Regions from separate parts of the Sus scrofa genome. Here regions 1 and 3 are each linked to region 2. A link is a contact called in public HiChIP or PLAC-seq data. All regions are on one chromosome and are shown on one strand. The core of a region is the stretch at or near the end of the contact, and the rest is flanking DNA. Distances in the headings are between cores, read along the strand shown.

Region 1 (3,004 bases), core at 485-2,984, 170 kb before region 2:
GGCTGGTTAACCATCTGCAGCCCAGACCCTATTCCAGCTGCCTGGGCATCTGTTATGCTGCCTTGCAGTGCCAGTTAGGGCCATGCCGAGACCATCTTTAAGTTCAATGCGCTTTTAGGCATTTAAAATGTGAATGCATTTTAGTCACAAACTTTTATCCACAAATCATTTCTTCCTCTTTACTTTTCTTCTCTCCTTTTCAGCGCTGCCTAAGGCACATAGAAGGGGTCAACGTGGAGCTGCAGCTGAGGCTTACATCACAGCCACAGCAACGCTGGCTCAGAGCTGCATCCGTGGCCTATGCTGCAGCTTGCGGCAGTGCTGGATTCTTCAGCCACTGATCGAGGCCAGGGATCGAACCCACATCCTCAAGGACACTATGTCAGGTTCTTAACCTCCTGAGCCACAATGGAAACTCCAATTAAGCATTTCTTACTCTGTATTTTTAATATCTTTTAATTTTTTTAATTTCCCCAATACATTTTTTTTTCTACTGTATAGCATGGTGACTGAGTTACACATACATGTACACATTCTATTTTCTCACATTATCAGGCTCCATCCTAAGTGACTAGACATAGTTCCCAGGGCTACACAGCAGGATCTCATTGCTCATCCATTCCAAAGGCAACAGTCTGCATCAATTAACCCCAAGCTCCCCAACCACCCCCCTCCCTCCCCCTTCCCCTTGGCAACCACAAGTCTATTCTCCAAGTCCATGATTTTCTTTGCTGTGCTTAATACCTTTTAAAATACTAATTTGTGGAGTTCCTGTTGTGGCTCGGCCGAAACAAATCTGACTAACATCCATGAGGATGCAGGTTCAATCCCTGGCTTTGCTCAGTGGGTTGGGGATCCTGTGTTACCATGGGCTGTGATGTAGGCTGCAGACACGGCTAAGATCTGATGTTGCTGTGGCTGTGGGCATAGGGCGGTGACTGCAGCTCAGATTTGACCCCTAGCCTGGGAATCTCCATGTGCCCATGGGTGTGCCCCTAAAAAAAGACCCTCCCCCAAATTAAAATACTAATTTGTAAATGATATAGGACAACTGTTCTAATAAGTTTATGTACATTATAAAATGTAAATGTTGAAGTATGAGATTAAAAAAAAGTATAAATAGAATTCCTAAATTTCCTTTTAGCAGCCCAGGGGGTCAGCTCACAAAGCATGTGCACACACACACAAACACACATGCCATCCGGTGTACACACTTTTTAAAACCTTCCAATCCAGTTCATTCTGGAACCTGGGTCTGTAGAATCAGCACTGTGACCTGGCCACCAAGGAGCTGGGATGCCAGGAGCCACGGGAAGGGTGAACTATTTCCCTTTATACCTACCCTGCCGTAGACACAATCTATGAGACTATGGGTGAGAAAAGAGTATTGCCTGCATGATTGTGTTACTGCATTTTTAAGACACCAAAGCATATTGTATCCTGCCCACAAATTGCTTTATAAATGATGCAATTTATATGATTTTTAGTTGACGGTATAGGTTCTTATTTCAGTATCTCTAAACCCAAACTATTGCAAGAGGAATGTATAGAGGAAAACTGCCTTCATTAGTAAGCGAGAATATCCATCACAGTCACTTTACAGAAAATGGGTAAGGACAGATATTGGACAAAAACTAGAAATGCCACATTAGCCCTTTTCAAAGCTGATCCTCAGCCACGGGCAGAGGTCGTTCCCCTTTAGGCCAGACGGTGGCGCGCGAGGCAAATGGTGCTTCTAAACTGGCATCCTGAAGGTGCGGACTTGAGATGGTGAGAAACGTCTCGATGGGGCGAAAGGGAGAAGCATCTGGAAGCCATGCTGGGTGAGCCTCCGCTGCTGCGAAGACAGGACTCTGCAAAAAGGAGAATAAAAGGGCCCACGTTGAGTGGGCGCTTCAGAGGGAGACCTGGCAATTGGATACAAGGAGACGCCAGAGCAGCCAGGACCTAGCCCAGCGGCTGGGGCAGCGGCGGGAAAAGAAACCGCTTGCATGAAAACGACTGCCCCTTGGCGGCAGGAATGCCAGGCCCTGACTTGGGAGTAAGAGGCTTGGCTTGCTTCTGGCCCAGCGTGCGGCCTGGGGCCCGCTGTGCAGTAAAAGCCAGGAACAAAAGCCGGAGAGAGCGTCATTAGAATTCAGTATTTTAGCATTAACCCCCATTTCTGCCTTTCAAGTGTAATGAGAGGCCTTTTCAAATGAATGTGTGTGCCTTTCATATGCAAATGAACTCAAGGGGATAATTTTTCCTGTGACTTATTACCTTACATAATTATGATTGTCTTTTGCAAGTAAAAAAAATCTGTCTTTCTGATCACTGTTGAAATACAGTTAATTCTCGTCTCTATTTAAATAAACCTGAAAAAAGAGCCACATAGGCAGAAGCGCTTTTAAAAAAAAAAATTTTGGCCACCCCGTGGCATATGAAGTTACTGGGCCAGGGATCAGATCCCAGCCGTAGTTGTGATCTATGCAGCTGGCGAATGTTCAATTTAAGGAAGGAAGTGCTCCTAAAAGCTAGGATTGTACATTTAGCTTAAGTCTGCATATTTTTCAAGAAAAGACTTCTAAAATGGAATGTTGCCCAAACCTGGAATTTTCTCAATAAACAAAGCATTTTCTGCATCCCTGCCCTTTATAAGAATAAACTAAACTATCCGGAGATGTGTACATTTGGATTCCTTTCCAATTTCTGAATAACCTCTAATTGATGTCATAATTATAAAAACTTCTTTCAATTCTTAGAAAACCTAGGGAAGGGCAAAGAGGCCTGTGGCTCACAGTGATGCAATAAGCAAGAATAATGATAAAAAAAAAAAAAAAAAAAGAATGAAAAAAAAGGCCAGCATCCTCCAGGGCAATAACCACTCTTGAGGAGGCTGAGCCACGATACAAATTGAGCGGAATAGCCCGCACCTCTTCCAGAAACTCGCAAGTTCAAGACAGATTTTGCAGTCAGAAAAGAGAGCCAGATCCTCTATCATTTCCTAATTTTCTATTTCACT
Region 2 (2,773 bases), core at 41-2,540:
GTCCCTTGCTCTGGAATGGAGAACAGCCAGCCGGAGCTTGACCTGAACTTTTGCAAACTCTGTTGATTGTAAAAAACCAGAAGACAGGAGGCCGGCAGGGGCAGCCCAGGCGAAGCTTCAAGTGAGAGCCTCCAGATCTCCTTCTGCAGATAAACACAGGGCTGTGAAGAACAGAAAGCAAAGCAATGTGCTCAGGAGGGCTGGGGGTGGTTTTAGATGGGTGGTGAAGCTACAGCCAAGCTGAGACCTCAGAGAGCAAAAACAGGAGGAAAGCTTCGGGTGAGGGTGAAGCATCTGTGCAAAGGCCCTGAGTCCGGAAGTATGCATGACGAGCTGAGGGAGGGCGGCATGTGCCGGGGGCAGAGTTTACAGATGTGGGCAGCACCCCCAGAGTATCCTAGGAGAAGAGGTGGCAGAAATCTCCGCCACTCTGTACACCAACGCCAAACAGACACGCAGGGACAGAGTTGGAGGAAACCGAAAAAGTAGCTTTAACTGCCAGGCAAAGAGGGGGCACAGCAGGCGAGTGCCTCAAGGACTGTGCCCCCCCACACCTTGGAGGGGGCAGTGAGGAGTCTGATAGTGTTTGGGAGCAGGGCGTGGTCAGCTCATGGACTCTTTCCTGATTGGCTGGTGGTGAGGTCATTGGGCGTCCACGTCATCAACCTTCTGGTTCCAGTGGGTCTGGGGTCTAGGTGCTTGTGGGCAGCACACAGTTAACTTCTTCCACCTGGTGGGTGCTTCAGCACCTGCCAGATAGCCCCAAGGACACAGCTCAGAATATTATCTATGGTCCTTGAAGAAGAACCAAAGGTCCTTGACTTTGTTGAATGGCTAAGTTATTATTGCTGTTTCTTTTTTCTCTGTTTTTGTTGTTGTTGTTGTTGTTGTTGTTTTTTGTTGTTGTTTTTTTGGGTTTTTTTTTTTTTTTGCTTCTCTGATTAAATTGGTTCTGTGACTAAAGTTTTTTATAAAAAGGCAGGTGGAGGACATGAGTGGGGCTCCACTCTGGGGAGGCCTCGCGGGGTCCTGCTCGGTAACAAGGAGGAGGGCGAAGACGCCACCTGTTCTCTGAGGTCCCTCTGTTGTCACCTGCAGCCCCAAGCCACCCAGGGGGCCAGTGGAGGAGATGTCTGATTCAACAGCCAAAGAACTGGCCTCCTGTCCCCCTTACCACGGCTGAGGGGGACACTTACCTTCTCTGCTGGTCCCTCCTCCACCTTAAACATTCCAAGCCATTATCCACACACTGCCCACAGCTTATCGTAGTCTCAACAAAGAGGGCAAAGCCAGGACACTGGCCACGCCCTCCACCCTTCCTGTTTTTCTCTGCGGTTTATTCACATCAGTCCTTCTCACGGGAGACCCTGGCCATGTTTGGAGACATTTTTGGTTGGCACAAGTGGAGCAGGTGCCCCTGGCATCAAATGCTAAGGGAAGAGATGCTGCCAACACCCCACAGTGTACATGGCGCCCCCTAACCACAGAGAATGAGCCCATCCAAAATGTGGGTGGGTGGGTAAGAAGGAAGCCCATTTTGGGAGTTTACTAGGCAGGATTTTGTGCCAGGAAAAAAAAAAAAAAAAACCCTGGAGTTCCCCCGTGGTGCAGCGGTTAAGGATCTGGCGCTGTCACTTGTCACTGCAGTAGCTTGGGTTCAATCCCTGGCCCCCTGAAATTTTTGTGTGCCGCCTGCATGGCCAAAAAAAAAAAAAAAAAAAAGACCGATAAAAAAGCTGGCTCAGCTCCTTCCAAAATTAAATACCTCCCTCCTTTTGTCACACTCCGGTAAACAAATGAGTTTCTATTTCAGTCTGTGGGGTGGGTTTTCCGAATGTTTGACGGGTGCCTCGTGGACAGCGAAGTGCGGTTTGCTGAGCATCAGAAGGAGAAGTCCCGGAGTGGGCCAGGGCCATAGACATGGGCAGGCAGAGACCCCTGGGCTGGGGGCTGCTCAGAGCGTCCAGCAGCTGGGACACACCCCGCTAGGTCCTCCCCGTGAAAAGGACCTGGATGCAGGGCTTCAAGCTGGCAGAACTTCCTGGCACCACGGATTTCCACTTCTGGGCTCTTCTGCCTTTTATACACGGGCCCAAATTGTAAGCAGGGGTGTGTCTGAAAGCATCTTTATGTGGATATAGATAACGGCAATATCATTCCAGACCACTGTGCTATGGGCTGAACCGTGTCCCCCTCAGCTTCAGATGCTGAAGTCTTAACCCTTGGTAACTCAGAAGCTGACTGCATTTGGAGATGGGATCTTGACAAGAGATAATGAAGATAAAAGGGAGTCACATGGGCCTTAATCCAATAGGACTGGTCCCTAATATGGGGACACAAACGCACTCAGAGGGATGACCGTGGGAGGACCGGGGGTGGGGAGTGGGGGTGGGTAGGGGGAGACACCATCTACAAGCCAAGGAGAGAGGCCTCGGGAGGAACCACCGCCAGCACCTCGATCTAGACTTGCAGCCTCCGGAATTACAAGACAACAACCTTCTGCTGTTTAAGCCCCGGGTGTACAGTACTTTGTTTCGGCAGCCCGGGCTGGCTAATGCAGCAGAAATTCTTCCATGCAGGCTGCCACCCAGAGCCTCCATCTCCTTTGTGGACCCTGGCTGAGAAGCAGTTGGGTCTCTGATCACCATCAGGCAGGAGGGCCTCATTACAGAGAAGTCATTTAGCTTGGGGTATTAGTTTCTACTTGCTGCTGTAACAAACTACCGCTAACTTGGAAATTTAAAACAATGCAATATAGGCTCTGGCAAGTCTA
Region 3 (2,940 bases), core at 4-2,503, 170 kb after region 2:
TGGATGTGCTTCCTTAGCTCACTTGATAACAAGTGCCAGCCATGAGTCTAACATACCCATCCAACATTTCAAAGGGGTGAAGAGTGAATACAATTTCTATTTTTTTTTTTTTTTTGGTCTTTGTTGTCTTTTTAGGGCCATACCCAAGGCATATGGAGGTTCTCAGGCTAGGGGTCTAATCGGAACTACAACTGCTGACCTACGCCACAGCAACGTGAGATCTGAGCCGCATCTGCGACCTACACCAGAGTTCACGGGCAATGCCGGATCCTCAACCCACTGAGCAAGGCCAGAGATTGAACCTGCAACCTCATGGTTCCTAGTCGGATTCATTTCTGCTGCGCCACGACAGGAATTCTCTACTTTCTACATTTCTGAAGCAATTGTAATGCGGTGAGAAGTTCCCTGGGGTTTCTGTCCAGACAACATGGCAGGAACTCCTGCCACCACTGCTGCTGAGTGCTGGCCCCACAATGGATGTGTGGAGATGCCAAATTTGGTCCAAGGCTGGAGGTACTGAAAATGGGGAAGCCATCTGTCCCATGCAAGTCCAGGACCCTTGAATTCCATGTGTGGTTGAGAAAGCACACCTGGGAGGAGGGCGAGGGGCCCGCAGGTGCTTCCCGGCCGCCTCTTCCGCCTTCCCAGCATCCTCGTCTCCCACTGGGCAGGACGCTCATGCCCACATGGTCCCCTCCTAAGCCCTACCTGTAACCGGGAGACCCTGACGGTGACTGGGCAGTGGCCCGTGCAGACAGCATCTTTCGCAAAGATACCCACTGCATCCCCACAACCAACTCCAACCTTCAGCGAGGTGGGGCCGCTGACGGGAGCAGCTACTACCCAAAGCACCTGCCACTGTGACCACAGAGGAAGTAGCCCCCTCTCCTGGTGACCCTGAGAAAACTGGGGAGTCATCAAGGGAGGAAGAAACTGCCAAAGAGTGACCTCTCCTGGCCCCTCCCGTCCTCCTCACTCCGTATGTAGAAACTGGCCACTTAGCTCCACTGAGGAACTCCTGGCTCCCCAGGCGAAGGGGGCCCTTGGCAGGTGAGGAGCCCCATGCAAAGGGCGACCCTTTTTGCAAGGAGCTGAGAGCAAGAGAGATTGCTGGTTGCCTGTCATCTTATTAACTGAAAAAGCTAAGCCCCGAGATCATTCGAAGGCACAAACACAGCACACGGCCCCTTACAGGACTCTCCTCGGCTTTTTCTTAACATCCGTGGCCCTTGGGCAGTTCTCCAGCCATGGGCGGTGGCTCTTGGATGGAGAAGCAGTCTGGCAGGGGGTCATCTCCAAGCACAAAGACCGAGGCAATTCCTGCGTCCACGGAGCCGGGGGACGCGTCATTTCCTCATCCCATTCTTAAAAAGCCTTCTCAGAATCCACACTGAGGACCGTTCTTATTTTAGACGCCTGGTTGACTGGAGGCCCAAGTCATATTTCTATAAGCAGGTTGCGGGTTATTTTTTTTCTTGAATGGAATTGTTTTGCTTGTTTGTTTCACTTCCTCTTTGGGGAAACCAAGGAACACGAGTTCCCCTTTTCCTGGTATTCAAAGTACGTCAGTCCAGTCTGAGCAAATGCAGAGGGAAGCAGAGGAGTTTCATTGTTTGACAAATGCATCCGCTACGAGGCTTTTGTTTTCTTTTCTTTTTTGCCTTTTTTGCTTTTTTTTCTTTGTTTGTTTGCTTTTTAGGGCCGCACCCGTGGTCCCCAGGCTAGGGGTCTAATTGGACCTATGGCTGCTGGTCTATGCCACAGCCACAGCAACACCAGATCTGAGCCACGTCTGTGACCTACACCACAGCTAACGGTAACATCAGATCCTTAATCCACGGAGCGAGGCCAGGGATCGAACCCGCAACCTCATGGTTCCTAGTGGGATTCGTTTCCGCTGCGCCATGACAGGAGCTCCTATTTTATTTTCCCAAGTGCCCTCAGAATGTGGGTGGGTCTCCAAAGAGCCATCTGGCCCTGGTAAGGTGTGGCTTCAAGGGCAGGATGGGGGTGCAGGGGCATGTCTGCCCGCTGAGCCCCATGGCCTGACAGCGGCCAAGTTTTAGTAAAGGAGTGGGATCGATAGACACGCTGCTCAGCGGCGGCCCCGTGTTTTCTCCGCCCCTCCGGGATTTTGAACTTGCTGAAAGTTTCAGGTGTGTGAAGAGGACAACTTCTGATCTACTCAGGTCTGACGTCTCAACCGCATTTCCAAAGAGAGTAGCAAAGACACATTTACCTTAAATATGCCTCGTCCTCCAGGGCGCATGGCAACCTGCTTTCTTCCGCAGCCCAGGACGGAGAAACAGAAGCCCTGGGAGGTGGGCACACGGGCCCAGCCTGAGGGCAGAGAGACCACAAGGCCACAGAGAGCCTTAGCCGGTGAGATCCCTAAGCTCCAGTGTCACACAGCCTCCGAGGGACTGGATGTGCCTTGTCCCCCAGAACCTCCAAAGGAACCTCCGAGGGGGTTCTCTGGGGGCCAGCCACCTGCTTTTTCAAGAACGAGGCCAAGTTCTAATCCTCCTTCCCCAGGTCCTCATGAGCTTAAATAATTGCATTTTTTTGTCTTTTTTTTTTTTGGTCTTTTCTAGGGCCACACCCACAGCATATGGAGGTTCCCAGGCTAGGGGTCCAATCGGAGCCGTAGCCACCGGCCTACGCCAGAGCCACAGCAACGCAGGATCTGACCCACATCTGTGACCTACACCACAACTCATGGCAATGCAGGATCCTTAATCCACTGAGTGAGGCCAGGGATCGAACCCGCAACCTCATGGTTCCTAGTCGAATTCGTTAACCACTGAGCCAAGACGGGAACTCCAATAATTGCATTTTCTAATATCTGTCCCCTTTCTATTTATTTTAATTTTTTTAGGGCTGCACCCACAGCATATGCAAGTACGTGGGCTAGGGGTCAAATCAGAGCTGCAGCGGCCA

Evidence for each region. HiChIP or PLAC-seq counts read pairs in DNA pulled down with a chosen protein or histone mark.
Region 1: a contact with region 2 is called in an H3K27ac HiChIP or PLAC-seq map of alveolar macrophages. The contact joins two enhancer-like sites. A contact is called at or near these places in 2 of 47 Hi-C or Micro-C datasets (alveolar macrophages and embryonic fibroblasts) and 1 of 2 datasets of contacts at active chromatin or transcription factors (alveolar macrophages).
Region 3: an H3K27ac HiChIP or PLAC-seq map of alveolar macrophages shows a contact between it and region 2. The contact joins two enhancer-like sites. A contact is called at or near these places in 1 of 47 Hi-C or Micro-C datasets (blood) and 2 of 2 datasets of contacts at active chromatin or transcription factors (alveolar macrophages and skeletal muscle).

Annotation. Positions count from the first base shown.
Region 1 is chr13:202,374,122-202,377,125 of Sscrofa11.1, forward strand. No RefSeq gene overlaps it. Among named protein-coding and RNA genes, the nearest start is that of ETS2, 89 kb to the right of the region's middle. Within about 2 kb of position 1,735, at least 33 of the 83 cell types and tissues checked have an H3K27ac peak or open chromatin away from gene starts, as enhancers often do. A contact at or near this core is called in alveolar macrophages, where this site is marked.
Region 2 is chr13:202,544,456-202,547,228 of Sscrofa11.1, forward strand. No RefSeq gene overlaps it. Among named protein-coding and RNA genes, the nearest start is that of ETS2, 82 kb to the left of the region's middle. Within about 2 kb of position 1,291, at least 13 of the 83 cell types and tissues checked have an H3K27ac peak or open chromatin away from gene starts, as enhancers often do. A contact at or near this core is called in alveolar macrophages, where this site is marked.
Region 3 is chr13:202,710,883-202,713,822 of Sscrofa11.1, forward strand. No RefSeq gene overlaps it. Among named protein-coding and RNA genes, the nearest start is that of PSMG1, 63 kb to the right of the region's middle. Within about 2 kb of position 1,254, at least 27 of the 83 cell types and tissues checked have an H3K27ac peak or open chromatin away from gene starts, as enhancers often do. A contact at or near this core is called in alveolar macrophages, where this site is marked.